Regions from separate parts of the Mus musculus genome. Here all the other regions are linked to region 7. Evidence: chromatin contacts called from public HiChIP or PLAC-seq and promoter capture Hi-C data. All regions are on one chromosome and are shown on one strand. Each heading gives the region's core, a stretch centred on a gene start, on an enhancer-like site or on the middle of the called end of the contact. The rest is flanking DNA. Distances are from core to core; before and after follow the strand shown.

Region 1 (2,796 bases), core at 99-2,598, 520 kb after region 7:
TTTTGGCAGCAAGATTCACTGTGCTTGGGGGGACCCACAAATAACAACTGCTCCAGTCAGACATCTAAAGCAAACAAACACGGGCACATACCAAAACGAACCAACAAACACTACAAACTATGAAACAGATACATTTTAAAAGAGCATTAACTTTATAAAAAGAATTTTCACCTCACTTCATAAAAGGGCTCAACCCATATGTAGAATTGTACAATGAGCAGAGGCAGAAGAGACAATGGAGTCAGGCGCGCGCCCCCCCCCCTTTTTTTTTTTAAACAGGAACAAAGAAAAGCCCAGGAAGGTTAAAGTTCTGCTTACTTAACATCTGCCCACTGTACAGACCAAACAAAAGATTACCTATTCAGTCAACCCTGGCTGCTGGTGGGGCTCAGACCTACTCAGGCTTTGAATGGAAGTACAAACTGGTTTTATCCACAGAGTGGAGATGCAAGGCATACCCTGAAGGCCTCTATCACAGGGCCAGGAGAAAGGGGAGTGGAGCAAGCCTGTAATACTTAGAGGCTCGACTCCCCGGGGACCTGCCCTCAATTGCTGAAAGAGCCTGACCTCTGACAAGAACCAACGATTTCAGCAGTAATTAATAAAACTGTCAAATTAATTAACCCAAGTCTTTGTTCACAGGGGAAAAAAAAATGAAACATCTATTACCAATACTGCTGTTTATCAGTTGTAGAACAAACTCTTTGACTCAGACTGTCACCACTGGGACACAGGGTCACTACAGACTGGTGTCTCTAAGGAAGGTCCTACCTAGTAGACTGCCCATGCTTGTTAATAAGCCTTAGTGTACCGTGTCCTTTGATGACATGACCAGTGGATTAACAGGGCTCTACAACCTAATGGTATTTCTAACGGAGACAGACAGGCCTAAGAATCCCACCCTGTATCACTCACAGTTCCCAGAATGCCTTTCAGAGATCCCTTTGAATTACTGTAATGAAACACTGAGCTAATGCTGCAGGATTTAATTAAACTATTTAGTAAATGGCTCAGGTTAAGGCAGTGGTTCCTGCACCCTTGACTATAAAGGCTGAGTCCTACAAATGCCCACATATACATTTCCATGCTATCTCTTTAGAGGCTTCAGAACTATTTTCTTACACCTAGGCTAGCTTTTATTCCATTTAGAATAATTACCTCCCATCCCATTTCTGACGTTCAAGAAAAACAAGACACTTAATTGACCACAGAGGCTCTCAAGGGCACAGACTTCAGAGGCTCTGCTGGGCTCTCAGCTTCAGCTGATGTAATCTGCTATGAGAAGCTGGGTTCTATTTTTAAATCCTACCCTCTTACTCTACCTTCAAAGGGCACATATATCACACACTAACCTCACTCATAAAATACCGCGTGGTACTAGGGTGAACCATGATGTGAGGAGGAGCCTCCTACAGTACAGGGACAAGCAGCCCCACCTACATAAATCCACCCTTGGGTTCCTACGAGGTAGCCTGGAGAGCTGCTCCATGTGGCCCTGACTCTCCATATATCTCTTTTCTCCGAGTCATTTTGACAAGGAGCAGATGACTAGCAGGGCTCTTGCAGAGGGCTAGGAGCAAGCTTTGGTCTCTGTGTCCTCAGTTCTCTGACAGGAACACTTAGTCACAACTCCTAATGTTGATGTGCGGAGCCATCTCTAGCCCCTGGGCTTCAGAGAGTGCCAGATCATTTGCTTTGTTTTATGTGAAACTTTCACTCACCAGCTCTGTCTTGCGCACTCGTGACTGTGCTGTATAAAAGGTTTCAAGACATTTGAGAAATGCTAGGGGGGGAAATTAACCCAATGTTGGAGGTGAAAATTCCCTTCCAATTTGACTTTCATTTATGTTTATTCTGGCTTTGTAATCAAAGTGACGCTTTACTGAGTCTACCAGAGGTCAGACTGTGTTTCTCTCTGGTCTTCATCCTGCCAGGACCCAGGTGTGCCATATTTTATTTGGTTTCTACTCTTCTGCTCCCTGTTCTAACATGACATCTGACTGAGTTGTGAACACAAATTTTGTAACACCCATCCCTTTCTCAACACTTTTTCCACTCCCTCCTTACAGATTTGTGTGTGTGTGTGTGTGTGTGTGTGTGTGTGTGTGTGTGTGTGTGTATTTTGTACTTTCAAATGGAGTCAGACAGGTCTAAGAATCCCACCATATATCACTCACAGATCCTAGAAGGCCTAGAATATGTTTGCGTGTGCGCGCGTACACGCATTCGCGCATGTGCATGTGTGTCTGTGTATCTATATCTCTTTCTCTAGTCTTGCTTGTCTCTCAGGCCATGTTGCTTAGGCACCTATGTCTCTACATTTACATCACTTGATGCTGCTTCTAGGAGTTCTATTGCTTCTACCTCGGGCCTTTGCCCACATTGACTCCTCAGCTAACCACTGCTGTTTCCCACCCCTCTGTCCAGGTCCTTTCTATTTGTCTTGGTTTCTTTTCTGTTGACAAAAGCAACTGTATGGCGGATGGGTTTCTTTTAGCTTATTGTTCAAGGCACAGCCTATCATAAAAGCAAATCAAGGCGGCAGGAGCTTGAAGTAGCTGGTCATATTGCTCTCACAGGCAGAAGAAAATCGTCTGCTCTCTCAACTCTCCCTCTTTTCTTCATTCACTCCAGGACCCAAGCCATGAAATGGTTCAGTCTACAATTAAGATGGGTCTCCCCACATCAATGAATGTAATTAAGATAACACTATCTTGTCAGGCTCAGCCCAGAGACCAGCTCCTAGGTGATTCTAGACGTCAAGTTGACAAACAAGAACTACCATACTATTGTTCA
Region 2 (2,700 bases), core at 68-2,567, 540 kb after region 7:
ATCTGGGTAAGAACAGAGATGTTCTAATTCTAACTTTTGAACCCAAGAGTAATGATGTGGCCCATTCTTACTACTGACCTCTTAAAAATCAAGGTATTGGTGAGGTGCAATAAAATGCAGCTTTGGGATGTTTCATTCTGTGAGTTCAGGCACTTATATTCAAAGCAAACATTTCCATCTTTGAAATAGTCCACTGAGTCCTGGAAGCTATTAAAAAACTAAACTTGAACATAATATTTATATATTAACTTCTCAATGTCTTGTATTTATATATAAGGAGGGTAGAGGTCAATGTTGTATAACTTCCTTTGTGGTAAATCACCCTATTTTAAAATTTGATTTGATTTGTCAATACTATTGTGTGTGTATATGTATGTATGTATGTATGTATGTATGTATGTATGTATGTATGGTGTGTGTGTGTGTGTGTGTGTGTGTGTGTGTGTGTGTATGTGTGTGTGTGTATATGGTGTAACATACTGTGCAGGTGGAGGTCAGAAGAGAACTTGAGGAGTCAGTTCTCCCTAGTGTAGTGGGTTCTGGGGATCACACTAGTGTTGTCAGGCTTGTACAACAAGAATTTCTACTCACATGAGTGCTGGAGATCTAACCTCAGGTCCATGTGTTTATGCACCAGACATTTCCACAGTCCCTAATAAAGCTTTGTATGGGCACTTCGTTTCTGGGCCAGCAGAGTAAATTAGCCTTCTACAGGCCATCCAGTGTAAGAGCACTCCATGACAGCTTGCATATAATTCTCATGTTCTAACTGGTCAACCCACTCTCTCTACGCATCTGTACCTATATTAATGTTTTTGCAACAGAAATCCCTTGGGTAGACAAAACACTAAGTCCAGATCTGCTGGATGCATAGCCTATGACAGCGGATACTTAGATGAAAGCATACTTGCATCAATAAAAGTGCTGCCGCAAGGACCTCCAGATGTTTAAGAGAGTAGTAAATTAAATTAAATATTAAATGACTATGTCTTTAAGACAGGTTCTTGCTGTGAAGCCCAAATGGGTAATCCTCCTGCTTCAACCTCCTGGGATTACAGGACTACCATTATGCCAAGCTTTAATTACTTTTTGGATAAATGTTTGTATTTACTAGATTGTTTACAAAAAACAAACAAACAGCTTCAGCTTCGAATGGCTTAAACTGTATTTACAATACAAATATCAGAAAAGACATTTCCTCTTTCTACCCTGTTCTAAGGTGAACCTCTTCAGAAGCAGCAACCCCATGGCTTCTGTTTCACAATTTCCAGTGGCAGAGAGAAATGGTCGAGAACTGAGACTGTCTGTACTAACATACATAGAGTGAGTATTTACACAGTCATTCAGTTTGAAACTGCGCCTGGGACAGGCTGGGAGCACAGTGGTGAGTAAGAGCTAACTTGGAATTTGACCTCTTTGTGGCAAGGAGGCAGGCAAACAAACTCACACCTGAGACTTTTTCCAAGGACTGCGCATGAGAGGATTTAGCCCCATCTCATAGTGCATTACCCACCAGAGGGGTTTCTGTTGCAGAAATAAGTACGCTATACGAAAGGAAGCCAGGCCATGTGGCAGTGAGCAGCCAGTCTGTGGGTAGACAGCCAGGGACTTTCACCTTTAGGATGTGAGAACTATGAGATCAAGTCAGTCAAGGAAAGATACAGGGCAAAGTGTCCAGGCAGAGCAAGGAAATGGCTTTGACAAGCCTGAACTAGCTGGTTATACCGAGAGATCTGAGAAAAGACCTTAGTGTCTGTAATGTGGTGTGAGTAGTGTAAGAATGGGAGAAAAGAGAAAAGGGAAAAGAAGAGGGAAGAGAAAAGGGAGGGGAGGGCAGGGGAGGGGAGGGGAGGGGAGAGGAGAGGGGAGGAGAGGAGAACCCAGGGGAAGGAGGCAGAGGTCAGGTCTATCAGGAACATTCTGGTACTAGGCTGTCAAGACATGACAAACACTCAGTCAATTCTATGCATTACTGGAATCATATCTAATTTAACCCCCATAGTAGCTGGAACACTTAAGGATTCTTGTTACAAAGGCAACAGTAGCTCAGATCCCATTGTGCAGGGCAGGGCATCTACGGTCTCAAGGCCAGCCCATCTCTCCTAACAAAGCTTTGCAGCTTTCTCTGGATCTGCCTCTGCCCTCAGATTCATAGACACAAAAGGCCATCCTGTATAACTGACAGCTACCCTGTATGTGCTTTGAGCCCTTTGCTAAGGTTTCAAGACTCTTGAGAAGGCTTGGAAATTTTGAGCTTTTAATCGCAGCCTCATTAATGTTCAGCTCATTAACTTTAGCTGCCATAGTAAACTTAGAGACCCTATAGACTATCGTCCATTGACCACACTATTATTCCCAGTGCCCTGTCACTCACAGAACTGATGTTTGCTTTCAAGTTGTAATGAGAACTAAAAGCAAAAATGCTCAGCAAGACAATAATGCAGCAGGCCTTTTATTCATCATACTAACCCAGTAATCAACCTGATATTAAAACACTTGCTACACAGATTAACTAAATATCTGCTTAGTTAATTCATTCTAGAATTTTCCATGGCTTAGTACCAGTATTTCTAGAATCTACCTTACAGGTCATTTTGTTTGCTGTTAACTAAACATTTGCCTGGCTTGAGTGTTCAACTGTGGTTTCTGAAATGTAATGAGTAAATCTTTGATTGTGCTTGGTATTTCAACAAACGCTTA
Region 3 (2,863 bases), core at 341-2,840, 690 kb after region 7:
TGTTTCACTGACCTGACCAGTCCTGGGGTTTGTGGAATGAATGACTCGGCATTTCACTTTATCAGAAAGCAATAAAGAAGGATGGCGGGAGGATCACATCAGAAGAGTTTTAGGTTGCCAACTGAACAGCATCACCGCTTATCAGTCATCCTGTATCCGGCAGTCAGTTGGCATCTACCTAGCCACAGGGGGCCTGGGAAATGATGTTGATCCAGGAGGAAAGGGGCATTTTGGCAAACAGTAGCCTTTATCATTTCATATCAACTCTCCCCTAGGTGCCTCCTTTGAAAGTCTTTAATAAACTATGCTTTAAATAGAGTTTTTTGTTTTTGTTTTTTGTTTTCTTTCTACTTTGAAGGCCTGGTTTATGGCCACAACTAATCTTCAAACTCAGAAAAACTGAACACAAGTCTCACAAGTAAATCTGCATGAGAAGAGTTACACTTTTAGCTAGTATATCACGTTGCTGTTCACAGGAACAATAATAATAATTGTCATCATCAGCTCCGATTCTAAGCAGTACATTTTCATTATTGAGCATTCGATTTTTAAAAGTGCCATCTACTCTTTTAATTGAAGGGCTGTGTTTCTCCATCATTCTCCCAGGCCACGCTCCTTGGGTTTGGAATACCACGGAGTCAACCCTTTCTTTTCTGGCCATTGTTTCATTCCTGCATCTTAGAAGGATGTGTCCCAGTGAAACCTGTGATTCTGCAGGCACAAAACCAATATCAGGGTGTTTGTGGTTGCCCAAGAACTGGTTTCAGTGCTAGTGAAGAGAGCAACGATTCTTCAGTTTGAGGAAGACATTTCCCCTGAGGGTTGGGTTATGTTCAACCGGAAAGTAGTGGCAACACCTGCAAGACCAAGTGCTGTACTAGAATGAGGCAAATCTACAAAGCAGATTAGCCTGTTTTCTTCATTTCACCGGAATCTTTTAGCTTGGGACATCTCTTCCATCAGTTGGTTGGAAAGTCTGAACAAATTTACAGACTTTTATTGCAAGTGCATGTGCCCTAACCCAGGACTTGTATTCGATGGGGAAGAGCTGCTGGTGGCATGGATCCTTCAGAGAGAGTGCGTGTCTTCATCAAAATTCTAAAGGCATTGAGACTGTCATTCAAAGAGTTAACATCTGTGGAGAATAAAAAATGCAATGGAGAGGTTTCAGGCAAAGCATGGGGAGACTGATAAAATTATCAGTGAATTAAATCCAGACAGATGGTTCTGGAAAAGAATGAAATGCACAAACCTTATGTTGAGTACAATGGCTCTCACTTTGACAGGGCCTTTGTCAACAGGGAAAACACCCCCCCTACGCACACCACCACCTTTTAATCAGCATTTTAAGGCAATTGGAAGTCAGATTCTCCTTTTCTGAAGGTGTTGCTCAGTATTTACAGCAACCAAAATAACAACAATAAGCTTATAAGCTTAAAAAGCAACCTGGACAGCCAAAGCCCCTCCTGGGCCATGTAGACGCCCAGCTTGGGAGGAGGCACGTGGCTGGTGTGTATGGCTCCCTTCTCATTGGTCTCTGAGTGGCTGTCTGCATCAGTAGGTCCTTGGCAGTTAAAATAGTTCTACAAAATGCATGCCAATCATTAGCTCTGCTTATAACAGCAGGACGGCAAAGGACGCTTTAGCCATCCCAACAAAGCTAAACAAACAGAAAATCCCACAAATCTCACACCGCAGAATGAAAAGGCACAAACCAGTACATCCCTGCTGGTTTCAAATTTCAGGTTTTGAAAAATCAAACTCCCAGAAGACTGATTGGAAATTATTCTACATTTAGGCAAAAGCTCTGAGAAAATGACACATAATTTCTTCCTTGGGGTTTCTTTTCCTTGTTGCTCTGTGTTCTCTTCTCTGAGTTGGCTCCAAAGAGCTCTTCTTTCAGGTGACAGGACCAGGCATATATTCACGCTCGAACGATGATGTCCAGACGGGTTCTTAGCAATGGACTCTGCTTTTGTTCCAGACCAGATGTTCTGTTTCTCCCTGGTAACAGTTTCCATTGTTGTACCTTATTATACTGCACTCTCTGGATCAGATGCCAAGGTAGCCTCCAAATCAGCCAAGAGCAGAGCTGAATCAATGAGACAGCTGGCTGCCTCTCTGGGGAGGGAGCATTTTTTCTTTTCTTTTTTCTTTTTTTTTTTTTTTTTTACCTTTTTGATTCATGCAGTCTCCGCTAGTTCAGATCCACGATGCCATGAATGATTTTTCTTAGCGACAGGTGAGAACAACAACAACAAGAAACAAACAAAACAAAAGGCTTTGTAAACTGAATTCAATAGAATCTGGAGACTCAGTGTGTTATTGATTAAAAGGAGAAGACGACCAAAAGGAAGTAGACACACGGGCTACTTGCATTTCCCCCATAATCGACTTCCGTGCTTCTGTCTGTATTGGACTTGTCAGGTTTGCCTCAAGGAAAAGCTTGAAATCAAGAGTATTGTGTTTATTGACCTAAGGTTAGGATTTTAATCATGTTTCCAAGACTGCCTAGTATCAATAACAGCAAGATTAACCCCCCTAAAAAGGCTATAAAATTCCTTGACTAATTGCTATTTTGCTAAAAATTTAAGGTTATTTTAATGGGCTTGTTTACATCATCTGAGATTTAGTGGTTGAAATATGTTTACCATGGCTATGGTATTTTTTATGTTTTTTTTTTTTTTTTTTTTTTTTTTTTAAGAACCATCCATTTTAACACTCAAGCAAAGGACTAAGTTCGGGTCCTTTCCCCAGCTCATGCTTGCTTCAGTACACATTTTGGGTCCATAAAATCCACCAGTCCTGGTTTTCCACTGCTCTATGGATGTAGACCAGTTTCTCAGGCATTTTAATCCACAGG
Region 4 (2,700 bases), core at 76-2,575, 580 kb after region 7:
ACTTGATCTTTGACAAGCCAAAAACATACAGTGGAAAAAAGCATTTTCAACAAATGGTGCTGGTCTAACTGGTGGTTTGTATGTGGGAAAATTAAAATACATCTGTATTTATCACCTTGCACAAAGCTCAAGTCCAAATGGATCAAGTACCTCCACACAAAACCAGATACACTGGATCTAATAGAAGAGAAAGTGGGAAAGAACCTCAAACTCATTAGCACAGGGGGAAATTTCCTGAGGAGAATACCAATAGCTCAGGCTCTAAGATCAACAACTGATACATGGGACCTCATGAAAGTGAAACGCCTCTGTAAAGACACTGTCAATAGTGCAAATCAGCAACCTAGAGACTGGGAAAAGATCTTCATAACCCTACATCCAACAGAGGGCTAATATCCAAAATATATAAGGAGCTCCAGAAGTTAACCTCCAAAAACTAAATAACCCAATTAAAATATGAAGGACAGAGCTAAACAGAAAATTCACAACAGAAGAAACTTGAATGGCTGAAAACCAAGACATTAAGGCCTGACACTACTACATTATGATGCTGCAGAAGGGAACCTGGAATGGCTGCCTTCTGAGAGCCCCTGTCAACAGCTGACAGACAAAAGCAGATACTTACACCCTACTATTGGAACTGCTATGGTTGAATTACAGGGATGATTGAAGAAGAAGCTGAAAGGGAGGGTGGCCCCACAGGAAGACCAGCAGTCTCAACTAACCCAGACCCCAGGGAGCTCCCAGAGACTGAGCCACAAACCAGGTGCATGCATGGGCTGATCTAAGGTCCCTGGCACATATATAGTAGAGGTCTGCCTGGTCTGGCCTCAGTGAGAGAAGATGCGCTTAATTCTCAAGAGACTTGAGGTCCCAGGGAAGGGGTAGGCTTTCTTCGCGCGTGCGTGCATGCGTGCGTGCGTGCGTGAGGAGGAATGGGAGAGGAACTGTGGAGGGGAAACTGAAGGGGAGCAGTGACTGGAATGTGAATAAATAAAACAATTCTTAAAAAGGAGTTGCACTGGTCCTGCAGTGTCTTCAAGCAACAGAACAGTAGCTAAGATAAATCCTTTCAAATATGTATCTACTCGGAATGACACATTTATGGTACCAGGCTAAATAGCAACAAGAAGCTTTTCTCTCTGGAGATAAAAACAAGTAGCCAAGTTCCCACCCTGATCCTCATAAAGGAAAACAAACCAAGAATTCCAGCATCAAGCTCCAAGATTTCTTCTTTAATTCTTAAAGAGAGCACTCACATATGAGCCATTCTGAGGGAGTGGTTTGCTTATAAAAAGAGTTTATACACTGGCTGAGGACATAGTTCAGTTGGTAAAGTAGTTATCCACAAGGATCCAATGTGATCCCCAGTGCCCAAGTGAAAACGAGGGGGAGGTGTGCGTTTGTTAACTCCTGTGCTGGGAGAATGGATTCCTGGGACTCTTGGACCTAGCCTAATTAGTGAGTTCTAGAACAGTGAGATGTCCTATGTCAAGAAAGAAGGTGGACATGGCCTGATCAGTGACACCTGAGTTGGAGCTCTGGCCTCTAAAGGCATGGACACACACGCACACACACACACACACACACACACACACACACACACACACACACACACCTTCCTGTCTCTCATGCAACTAATCTATACAGAAAATCAGTTTTTCGGAAGGAAGGCTTCATGATCTTTTTCCTTATAGTCATTTTTTTTTTTTAGTCAACTTCCAATGTATATACCACCTTCTGATTACTGTCCCTTCACCTCTCTTATTTTCCCCACATCCCCATCACAAGTCTTTCTCACATTCATGTCTCAACTTCAACATAGATGGACTTTTTTACTGACTCTTCTCTCAAAAATATCAACATGCATAATGTCTATATTACTAATTTATATATAATGCAATCTGTATTAAGGAATCACTACATATGTTTAATATTTTAATTCCCATTACCCTCAACCATTTTTGAAGAATTTATTTTCTAGTGAAAATTAAACTATAAATGACCCACCAGGTAGACAGTTGTAGTTTCATATATCCAAGGCCCAAAGTACTAATAACTAAAAACAGTTGGTGGATTAAAATTAAGCAAACTGTAAGAATGAAGCTTAGAAAATTAAAAATATCATTAAAACCTTTTTTTTTTCTGATTCTTACTGGCATTACAAACTTAAATAAGGGTCAAAGTTTATTAGAAAAATCATTTGGCCTCCTTCCCAAATCTACTATAGTTTTAAAGAAACTGTACGTTCAAGAATGAGAACTAAGCATCTTAGCCAATTTGAGTTTATTTTCTGTGGTAATTTGAATTGTGCATGTAGCAGAACAATGCTTTTGTTATGCTTTCTGCAGAGCTGCTGAGATCTTTAAGCAAATTTGCTTGTGCATATGAAAAGAGAACACATGTTTAATTAGCATTAACTTTCCTTAATTAAAATGAACTCCCTTTCATTTCAAAATGAAAATACGGTGGAGAGAAGTGGCTTATTTGCATGGAGAGAAAGGTAATTATTTCATTACTGCACCCACTTAGTTTTCTGCCCAAATAATGGGGCTCTCTGCCTTTCCACCCTAGTTACTGTTCCTTAGAATTTCTGCACGGAAAATGCTGGAGGTGTCATCAAAATAGGAGCACACTGCGGGTGGACACTTTTGTCTGTTATTCCCTGTAGGGTATAGCTCTGCTTCTCACTAGGAGCTC
Region 5 (2,834 bases), core at 35-2,534, 650 kb after region 7:
GCATTTTAGATTATTAGGAATTAATTTTCTCCAAATATCATTAAAAGACACTGTCCTTTTTTTCTAGCCTCTAACATTGGATTTCTTTCTATTTTTTATTTAATTGCTAAGTTATCACTATATATTTTAGGCTTTTTAAATCTCTCTCTCTCTCTCTCTCTCTCTCTCTCTCTGTAGTTCTTGCTGTCCTGGAACTCACTCTATAGACCAGGCTGGTCTCAAACTCAGAGATCCACCTGCCTCTGCTCCCAGTGCTGGAAGTAAAGGCATGTGTTAGCACCACCTGACTATTTTTTTCTTGATATAAGTTATGAATTTGTTAGGAGTGGCTGGAATCTCTGTGTAAACAAATATCCCCATTCCAACACACTTGCTAGCCTTAATGCAGTTTCCTTTGTTTATATAAAATTAATCTCCATGATTCTGTCTCATTTCACTGTGGATCATGGGTATATGGGATTGTTAGATCAGAATGGGGAAAACAGAACAGAAGTTTAAGAAGACATTGGGTGCTTAGTAATTTTAAATTTATTTTGATCTTTATTTTTAATTTTATGTGTGTGGGTGTTTTGCCTGCATGTTATCTGTGCATGTATATACATGTAGTAGCCCTGGAGGCCAAAGAGGGCATCTGGATCCCCTGGAACTGGAGTTACTGAAGTTTTTGTGTGTTCTGGGAATTGTTCCTCTTGAGGGGCAGTCAATGTTCTTAATCATTGAGGCATTTCTCCAACACCCACAATGACATTTTAGAAACGCTACGATCATTAGTTTCCCAATTCTGAAAGGGTAAAAATAATAGAAAAATGTTTTATCAGGTGAAAATTAACAATAAAATTGATAGTAGATAAACACATTCTCCCCTAAGTCACAATCATATTTAGATTTTTTTTTTTTTTTTTTTTTTTTTTTTGCATAGGATACGGAATGAGTATTCACTTTTCTCTGGTTGTTTATTGGTAGACACAAAGCACAGACATTTAAATTTGTTATAGACTTGATGGTAGTACTTCCAGCAACCTAACTAGACTGGCAAGATAGAGATGCTAGAATCATTTTCTTCTTTGATTATGTGGAAATAGGAATACATTCCTACTATTTCTGGTACACAGAGAACCTTGAATACTGTTTTTCAAGAGAACAGAGGAACAAAAGTTTGAAAAATTGAATGAGTACAATGACCAGCTCTGGATTAGTTATTAATTAACAAAGCCTAACCAGGTTTTCTAATGCTCCACTAATCCTGCTTCCAAGCAACTTCAGAATCCAGGCTTATATTTGTGGTATAAATATTGTCTTTAGCGTTTCATAACAGAAAGAAAGCAGATGGCCTTTGGAAGGGGCTTATACTGCACTTTTAACTGTGTTTCTGTTTGGCTCTTAGATGCAGGCACAAAGGTTGCCAGAGCCTTAATTTCAAACTGCGTCATTTAATAAAATACAATAAGGAGAATTAAGAAACAAGACCGGGGGAACATTCTGCTTATTATCTTTGCATTGAGAGGACTGTTTTCCCCATCAGTTGCCAATGATGGATTTTTTTTTCTTTTTCCTTTTTGTCTGGGCATGATTACGTTACTCAATGAGAGGAGTGTGAAGTGCCACTTTAAAGCTAAACATTCAATTCCTCCTAATTCACAAGGGAGAGAAGGGTCAAGTTATGCAGCTGGGAAGTGACGTTTCTTCCCAACAGCTGTCATTGAAGAGACACGTGCAAACCGTAGAAGTCATTTGTCACAAGAACCCCATCCAGAATTTGGATATGTGTGTCTCACTTGCTAACGTGACATGAAATAGTGAAGCTTTCAAAATCAAGTGCAGAAACTTCCTTGTGTTGACATGGGCAAAATAAAATGAAAAGCGTTGGCAATTACATGGATAAATCAGCCCCAAAGTAAGCAACCACTGAGAGAAAAAGTTCCTTTGGCTCGATTATTCACAGTGACTGTTCCTGCTCATTACTTTATCAAGGTAATGAATTTTATCCAATACTTTACTTTGTCAGTATAGATATATCTTTAGTCTACGAATTTGAATGACTTTTTGATATTTTTCTTTCACTAGAAATTATAATAGGAATGGAATGAGGAAGAACTACATTGAAAGATGGCCACTGAAGCTATGATAAGAGTCTAAGATAATTTAAACTCCATTATTCAATAGCTATCAGATAGGACTATTGGATTGGAGCTAAGGAAGGATATGTGAAATCGTCAGAATCAAAAATTTTCTAAGTAATCTGCCTTCCTTGTTCAGTGGCCTATTACCCAAGAGATTCTTGGTCTGTAGGTCTCAGATGGGTTTCTGGTCATTTGACAACTTGCTAAATGATCCTGCAAGCTTCATCAGGATTTATATAAGGATCCATATACTTTTACATATAGATCTGTTGCCTTTCTGTATTGTAGAAAATATATAATCTCAATCTGGGCTTCTACCCCACCTTTGATCATTCAGTTCCTGAATAAAGGACACATAACTTTTATTACTTACAATAAGCCTTAATCAGCACTAGAGCTGGGCAGATATATACCCTCTATTACAATCTACTTTTCTACCATTAACCCAGAGTTACTACTTATTATGTTTCATCTGGGCCAGCTCTCATGGACATGCTTTCTTGAATCCCAACCCATGGTGTCATTCTCATCTCTCGCTACTTTCTTCTCTCTCTCATCATGGTCTTCTCCAACCCCAAGGCCAGGAACACCAAGCCCTGCCTATTTCAATACTTCCCAACTATAAGCTGTAGGCATCTCTATTCACCAATCAGAAATACCATGAGGGCAAGGTCACATAGCATCACTTGGGTCTATGTCTCTGGGGCAACCAGG
Region 6 (2,700 bases), core at 10-2,509, 740 kb after region 7:
TCACCACACCCCTTCTGAAACTGGGACTCATCGCGCCTGTTGTGTGGCTTTCTTTTTCTTCCGAAAGGTTCGGGTCTTATCGCTCAAGTTCAAGTCCGGAGGACTTGCCCAGTCTCCTCCCCTTAAGTCATTCTCTATCCTCTGGCAACCGCGGAAATCCGGGAGTCCTAGGCTGCTGGTGTCAGTGCCAACACAGGCAGTCCGGGTCGGTCGGGTGCAGCAACCGGGCGCATTCGTCTCTCTCCCTCCCTTTCTTCCTTCCTCCGTCGTCTTCTCTACCTGCCCCTCCTTCTCTTGCCTCTTAAGTTTCCTGCACCGGGAATTCAACTGTGCCAAGCCTAGGCTCCCGCGGACCAATCCGGATCGCGACCCGGGCACTGGGACAACGACTCCGCCAAGGCTGGACGAGGCAGCTGGACCTGTCCTCGCCCGAGCATGGAGACGGAGCTCCGGGGAGGGCACGTCCCGGGCGCTGGAGACTCCAGGCCGTAGTAGCTCCTCCATGGAGCCTGTTCAGAGCGGTTCTTGCTCGCTGCATTTGCCTCCAGTCCTGTGCGGTATGTACCGGTCGCCTCCACCGTTCTTGGCAGGGACACGTTGGGGCAGGGTGGTGGTCATCACCAGGAAGGGACAGCGGGGTGAAACTCTTCTTGGGCATAAGGCATGTCTAATAGGTGACCCTCAGAGTCCCAGACAGGTTTCTACTGTAGAAGTTAGCAACTGGCTGTGCCCCTTCGTTCAAAAAAGTAGTGCTAGGGATGTGATTGTGGGTGTCTATCTGTATTTCAGGAGGTTCAAATGGGTAAACTGAGCCCCGCTTTCCTATATGCAAATTGCACCCCCCTCCCCACCCCCATTTCACGGGTACCTAATCCGGGTCAGTTCTACCTACCCTTGCCCTGCCCGCACCCCCCTCTCTCAGTCTCTTGCTCGCTTGCTTTTGCTATCTCTCTCTGCTGCTGTGTACGTGTGTGAACCCTGCCAGGGCTGGCGAAGAACCAGCCGCCGCCTTTAGTCCCAGCCTCCCGCCTTCAAACACTAGGGCAGGTCTGGCTGCCAGAGACAGTTGGCCTCCTAACCAGCCTGTGAGCTGCTCTCTCTGTGCCTAACCCCTTCTGGCCTCCGCCGTTCGGGCGCTGGCTTCCGAGACGCGCCGGGCTCTGGGAACCCCCTGCCACCGCTCAAGCCCGCCCGCTCGCTCGCCCGCCCGCCTGCGGACCGCACTCGCTTGTTCCTGGAGCTGGATTGGCTCGCTTTTCCAATCTTTGCGTCCCCCTTCCAAGCTTTTTGACTCCATCACTCCACACCAAGAGCCCCTTTCCCCTCGCTTGATCGTCAGCCTTGTCCGCGTGGTCATGGGATGTCTAATTTCATTTGTATCTAGGCTGCTGAGAGCGCTCCCTGCTCTGTAAAGTGGATGTCAGGTGGATCTATGTTTTTGAAGGAACAAAGACTCAGCCAAGGCACCGCCAAGGAAGTTTGAGAGGAGGGAGGATGCAGGCTGCGTGCTGGTACGTTCTTCTCCTCCTGCAGCCCACCGTCTACTTGGTAAGTGGCGATCGGTCCGGTCCGGCATCTTTGAGATACCTCCCTAGCCTGGAGGCCAAGCAACTGGGGTGAGAGGGGGGGGGGTGCGGGAGGGCGAGGCCGCCAGTTCAGTGAGAGCTGAGTGTTCCCAGAGAGTGGAAGAACTTTGGGAAGCTTTGGTTTGGATTCCTGCGAGAGTTTTTCAGGCTCTCATCCTCATTTTTTGCTCTATTTTCCGTCTCCCGGATCATGATTCTTAACAGGACCTTACAGGTCCAGAAACCAGGAGGTAGTAGGCGAGGATGCCTTGGGAGGAAGGGGAGAAGAAAGGTATTGGGAATCATGAAACTCTTAGCAGCACTTCTTCCCCCACCTAGTTTAAATGAAAGGGGGTGGAGGTGGGCTTGAAGAGCCGAACAGGAATCTACTCACTGCCCCACTGCCCCAGCGCCCCCAATTTGGGTTTGTGGCACATCAAGAAAGTGCAGGTAACTCCCTGAGACTTACAGGGGTGCAGCTGGTGTAAGTTTATCCGCCAGACACATAGCAAACGACCAGGCAGTTAGGTCAGAGATACACCTGCAAACATAACCCTCTCTCGCCTTCCAAGGTCCAGTTGCCATTAAATAACAGAAGCATAGTTTCAGTGAGGGGTTTCTTTTTAGGGAATGGCAAGCCTTGTCACTAGGGAGAGAATCTTGTCCTGTCCAGGTTCCTCCAGAATCAGTTTTCGGAGGTTTGGACTTGACACAATCTTAGAACCGACGCGGGGAGAATCGCTCTGTGTGGCTAGGGAGTTGTGGGCATCACCGCGAGCCTAGGAGAGTGTGATATTTTCTCCGCGTTTGATTTCTCAGAGGGCCAGGGACACTCGCGTTCTGCCGGCGAGGTTGAGCCTAGTGTTCTGAACTCCACAGCAGATTCCGGGCCACGGGAGTGCACCGAAAACTCAAGGTGTTCTGTGGAGGGGCGAGGAGCGCAGGCGCTGCGGTAGCAGCTGGAGTTTTCTAAACCGGCTGGATAAATGGGACTAAGAGTGGTGTTAGTGTCTTTCATTCCCAAGAGCTTCAGAATCCACCAGCCCGGATACTGTGCTATCCCTGCAAGTGGCCGTGTTTTTCGGTCTTAGCTCTGGCGCCTGCGATCGCGGGGCTGAGAGTTCTGTGAATCCGG
Region 7 (2,802 bases), core at 53-2,552:
TAAGAGAAAGTTATTTTCATGTAGCTAGCCTAGCTCAAACTCAGTATATTGTTGAGTCTATCTTTTAATTCTTTGATCCTTCTGCTTCAACCTCGGGAGTGTTGATATTATAGACGAACACTACCATACCCAATTTTAAAAACATTTTGATCTGTGGTGGTTGAACCTGCACAGGCAGAGCTAGAGGATCTGGAGGGCCAACAGCACTATAATAAATCATATGTGAATCTCTCTCTCTCTCTCTCTCTCTCTCTCTCTCTCTCTCTCTCTCTCTCTCTCATGCTTATAAGCATGATTTGTCAATACCTACATGTTAAGACAAAATGGAGTGATTGATGTATTGTGATGTATTGTAGTATGCTGCTACTTGGTAAGGGTCACTTGAAGGTGAGCACTGACAGACAGATCTGATGGCCCAGATTGCAGCTTGGGTACACTGTGACTATGGGTAGTTGAATGATGTTCAGGATCGGACTGAACAGGACTCAGAAAGATTTCATAACATTCTAAAATTCAAATTTAGGTGTTCTTTAATTCGAATCGTTCACCTAATATTTTCAGGCTTTGACTGGTCAGTGGTTACTGAGACTTCATAAGCAAACTCACAGGTAAATGAGAGACTTGCTTTCCCATTGCTGTATCCTGTTTCCTGACACAGTATTCAGTTCTAGAAGGCCTTTCTCTTCCAGTTGTTTCCGTCTTTAACTTTTCTGTGACCAATCCATGTTTGTCTTTCTTAGTCTAGTGATCCTCAAGGAAGTTCTTCTGATGCCCCACCCAACCTGAGGGAGGTGCTCTCCCAGGTAGCTTAAAAAAGCCATCACTCTTTTGTCCTGTTTCCTACAAGGGTCTTTTTTTTTTTTTTTTTTTTTTTTCTCATTCCTATATCCCAACACGGTGTGACTCAACAAGGCATTCATGACCTCTTTTTGGAATAACTGAAATCGAATTATGAGCCCCAAATCCTTAAGTTTTTACGAAATCGCCCATCCTCTCTGTTCAGTGGAAATTAAAATGTCTCACATATGCTAAAATGTGTGTACCACCACGACCATGGTAGCTGGCTTCAGAGAAATAATCAAATTCCATGAGAGCAGGGTTAAAGAATGGCTGGCTTGCTGGAGAGGGGTCCCGGGGCAGGGCCCACACTGGGCGGAGCGCTCGAGAGGGAGGCGGGGACTCTAGGTTGTGGCCCTGCCCACAAGAGGGCGACGGAAGGGGCTCAACTCAAGCGCGGAGCGCTCGGGAGGAAGGCGGGGTCTCCGCGCGGCGGCCCCGCCCCGGGGCGGTGCCGGGCGAGGGGAAGGCGGGGCTCGCGGCGAGGAGGTCTGCTTCGGAGGCGGCAGGGTGGTTTGGTCGGGGGCCCAGCGGGTGGCCCGGGTCACCGCCCGTGCTTCGGCGGCCATCTTGCCCGCGCCCGTCTCCCGCGGCGGGAGGGGCGGCGTACAGGCCGGAAACGTCTGTGTGGCGACAGGCCACCTCCTCAGGTCAGTGAGTGCGGCCCGGAGCGGGTGTCTGCGTGAGGCCCGGGGTGGCAGCCGCGGCCGCTTCCTCAGAGCCTCGCCGGCGGGTGGCGTTCCGCTCGATCAGTGCGATGGTCACGGCACCGGGCTGCTGGCGGGCCTCGTGTGGAGCCTTGGGGCGTCCCGCGGCCGCGTGGCGACCGTCCTCCGTGCGGCCGCGCCGGGAGTGCGGAGCCGCGTCCCCCGCCGCCCAGCGGCTCAGCCAGGTGTCTGGACCGTGGGAGTCACGATCAGATTCCTGGTTTACCCGGAATAACAACACGATGAGTTCCAGTTGTACCCAATCAAATCCTTGTTAAAGGGCCTGTCACCCCCGTGAGCTCTGTTCCCTACCGACACGAATAATGCAAATTCCTTGAGAGGAATGGCTCAGCAAACGACTGCTCTTGTTGGCTTTTTTGAATAACTATAGTTTAACGAAAATATAGATGCGCAATGTCTTGTGGAGATGGTAGTACTCCAAATTTCCTGAAACTGCTATCGTTTACTTAGCGCGGAAAGAAAGACGACAGACCATATAATTGTATGTTTTGCGTTATGACAGTGTTTTGAATGTGTGCCCAGTTGCCACGTGGGGTTAAGATGCTTTGTAAGTGTATAGACTGGATTCCCAAGATTTAATAAAAATATAAAAACTTTCGTATTTTTTACAGTGTTGTATATTTTAAATTATTTCTTATTTGATAGGTTAAATTAAAAGATATTCTAAATTTCGTTTGCTACTTCTGAAATGTGCCCGCTAGAGAATTATAAGTGGTGGTTCACTAAATTTCTTTTGGATAGTGTTACCCATGTTCTGGTGGTGACTTGTGGGGAACCATTGAAGGGAAATGAACACTGACTAAATTTGAAGGTGAGGACCTAAATTATTGCCATCTCTTAGCCCCTCCATGGATTTGGCAGTTGTCTCCAGCATCTGAAAGCATTCACTTCCAGGACTGGTTGAAAGAACTAAATAGGGACAACAACATCTGTATGAAGCAGAGAACTCAACTGTGATGAGTTGGTGTTAGAACTTTGTGTGGTGGAAATTACTTAGATGTTACCCAAGTCATAAGGGACTTGTAATCGTCTAAACTAATAAGTGCATGAAAGACTTTCTGAGCCCTTACTGGTTTTTGTTGTTGTTTGCTTGTTTTGTTTTTTGCTGTCCTCCGTATTTATATTATGTATGTTAATAAGCAAGGACCCATTTGTATAGAGTGTTAGATTTCTTAACAGGATGGTTATAGACATACTGGTTTTCTAGGGCCATCTTTGTAATGTGCAACTCTATGCA

The links. Promoter capture Hi-C pulls out the DNA fragments that hold promoters and counts their contacts. HiChIP or PLAC-seq counts read pairs in DNA pulled down with a chosen protein or histone mark.
Region 1: a promoter capture Hi-C map of pre-B cells shows a contact between it and region 7, with 9 times the contacts expected there. The contact joins the enhancer-like site here to the promoter of Mios in region 7. A contact is called at or near these places in 16 of 39 promoter capture datasets (the 3T3-L1 cell line, 3T3-L1-derived adipocytes, the C10 cell line and 10 more), 3 of 15 datasets of contacts at CTCF or cohesin (the NIH/3T3 cell line, large pre-B cells and pro-B cells), 35 of 484 Hi-C or Micro-C datasets (B cells, CD4 T cells, CD8 T cells and 23 more), 32 of 115 datasets of contacts at active chromatin or transcription factors (the 230-238 cell line, CD8 T cells, the NIH/3T3 cell line and 25 more) and 5 of 9 other capture datasets (adipose tissue, embryonic stem cells, liver and 2 more).
Region 2: a contact with region 7 is called in a promoter capture Hi-C map of the C10 cell line, with 6 times the contacts expected there. The contact joins the enhancer-like site here to the promoter of Mios in region 7. A contact is called at or near these places in 19 of 39 promoter capture datasets (the 3T3-L1 cell line, 3T3-L1-derived adipocytes, the C10 cell line and 13 more), 3 of 484 Hi-C or Micro-C datasets (CD8 T cells, bone marrow-derived macrophages and nephron progenitors), 19 of 115 datasets of contacts at active chromatin or transcription factors (the 230-238 cell line, bone marrow-derived dendritic cells, bone marrow-derived macrophages and 13 more) and 3 of 9 other capture datasets (adipose tissue, liver and macrophages).
Region 3: a contact with region 7 is called in an H3K4me3 HiChIP or PLAC-seq map of stem cell-derived neural progenitor cells, with 4 times the contacts expected there. The contact joins the enhancer-like site here to the promoter of Mios in region 7. A contact is called at or near these places in 7 of 39 promoter capture datasets (HPC-7-derived erythroid cells, cranial neural crest, embryonic stem cells and 3 more) and 2 of 115 datasets of contacts at active chromatin or transcription factors (large pre-B cells and stem cell-derived neural progenitor cells).
Region 4: a contact with region 7 is called in an H3K4me3 HiChIP or PLAC-seq map of the 230-238 cell line, with 13 read pairs. The contact joins the enhancer-like site here to the promoter of Mios in region 7. A contact is called at or near these places in 19 of 39 promoter capture datasets (the 3T3-L1 cell line, the C10 cell line, the HPC-7 cell line and 12 more), 1 of 484 Hi-C or Micro-C datasets (LSK cells), 10 of 115 datasets of contacts at active chromatin or transcription factors (the 230-238 cell line, bone marrow-derived dendritic cells, bone marrow-derived macrophages and 6 more) and 3 of 9 other capture datasets (adipose tissue, embryonic stem cells and liver).
Region 5: a contact with region 7 is called in a promoter capture Hi-C map of liver, with 2.8 times the contacts expected there. The contact joins the enhancer-like site here to the promoter of Mios in region 7. A contact is called at or near these places in 8 of 39 promoter capture datasets (the HPC-7 cell line, cranial neural crest, embryonic stem cells and 4 more) and 4 of 115 datasets of contacts at active chromatin or transcription factors (bone marrow-derived macrophages, extraembryonic endoderm stem cells, large pre-B cells and 1 more).
Region 6: a contact with region 7 is called in a promoter capture Hi-C map of liver, with 3 times the contacts expected there. The contact joins the promoter of Nxph1 here to the promoter of Mios in region 7. A contact is called at or near these places in 4 of 39 promoter capture datasets (liver, second pharyngeal arch cranial neural crest and stem cell-derived epiblast-like cells) and 1 of 115 datasets of contacts at active chromatin or transcription factors (bone marrow-derived macrophages).

What each region holds. Positions count from the first base shown.
Region 1 is chr6:8,731,328-8,734,123 of GRCm38.p6, forward strand. The region is part of intron 6 of Ica1 (islet cell autoantigen 1); the gene reads right to left. Among named protein-coding and RNA genes, the nearest start is that of Ica1, 46 kb to the right of the region's middle. Within about 2 kb of position 1,349, at least 60 of the 459 cell types and tissues checked have an H3K27ac peak or open chromatin away from gene starts, as enhancers often do. A contact at or near this core is called in the 230-238 cell line, CD8 T cells, the HPC-7 cell line and 10 more, where this site is marked.
Region 2 is chr6:8,751,709-8,754,408 of GRCm38.p6, forward strand. All of the region lies in intron 3 of Ica1 (islet cell autoantigen 1), which reads right to left. Among named protein-coding and RNA genes, the nearest start is that of Ica1, 25 kb to the right of the region's middle. Within about 2 kb of position 1,318, at least 46 of the 459 cell types and tissues checked have an H3K27ac peak or open chromatin away from gene starts, as enhancers often do. A contact at or near this core is called in neutrophils, where this site is marked.
Region 3 is chr6:8,895,486-8,898,348 of GRCm38.p6, forward strand. The region is part of intron 2 of Gm35674 (a long non-coding RNA gene); the gene reads left to right. Among named protein-coding and RNA genes, the nearest start is that of Gm35674, 3.8 kb to the left of the region's middle. Within about 2 kb of position 1,591, at least 34 of the 459 cell types and tissues checked have an H3K27ac peak or open chromatin away from gene starts, as enhancers often do. A contact at or near this core is called in stem cell-derived neural progenitor cells, where this site is marked.
Region 4 is chr6:8,789,521-8,792,220 of GRCm38.p6, forward strand. No RefSeq gene overlaps it. Among named protein-coding and RNA genes, the nearest start is that of Ica1, 12 kb to the left of the region's middle. Within about 2 kb of position 1,326, at least 8 of the 459 cell types and tissues checked have an H3K27ac peak or open chromatin away from gene starts, as enhancers often do. A contact at or near this core is called in the 230-238 cell line, where this site is marked.
Region 5 is chr6:8,862,782-8,865,615 of GRCm38.p6, forward strand. No RefSeq gene overlaps it. Among named protein-coding and RNA genes, the nearest start is that of Gm35674, 29 kb to the right of the region's middle. Within about 2 kb of position 1,285, at least 7 of the 459 cell types and tissues checked have an H3K27ac peak or open chromatin away from gene starts, as enhancers often do. A contact at or near this core is called in liver, where this site is marked.
Region 6 is chr6:8,948,760-8,951,459 of GRCm38.p6, forward strand. Nxph1 (neurexophilin 1) reads left to right here and starts at 1,260. Exons shown (of 2, transcript NM_008751.5): 1 at 1,260-1,548. The coding sequence starts at 1,495.
Region 7 is chr6:8,207,925-8,210,726 of GRCm38.p6, forward strand. Mios (meiosis regulator for oocyte development) reads left to right here and starts at 1,303. Exons shown (of 12, transcript NM_145374.2): 1 at 1,303-1,487.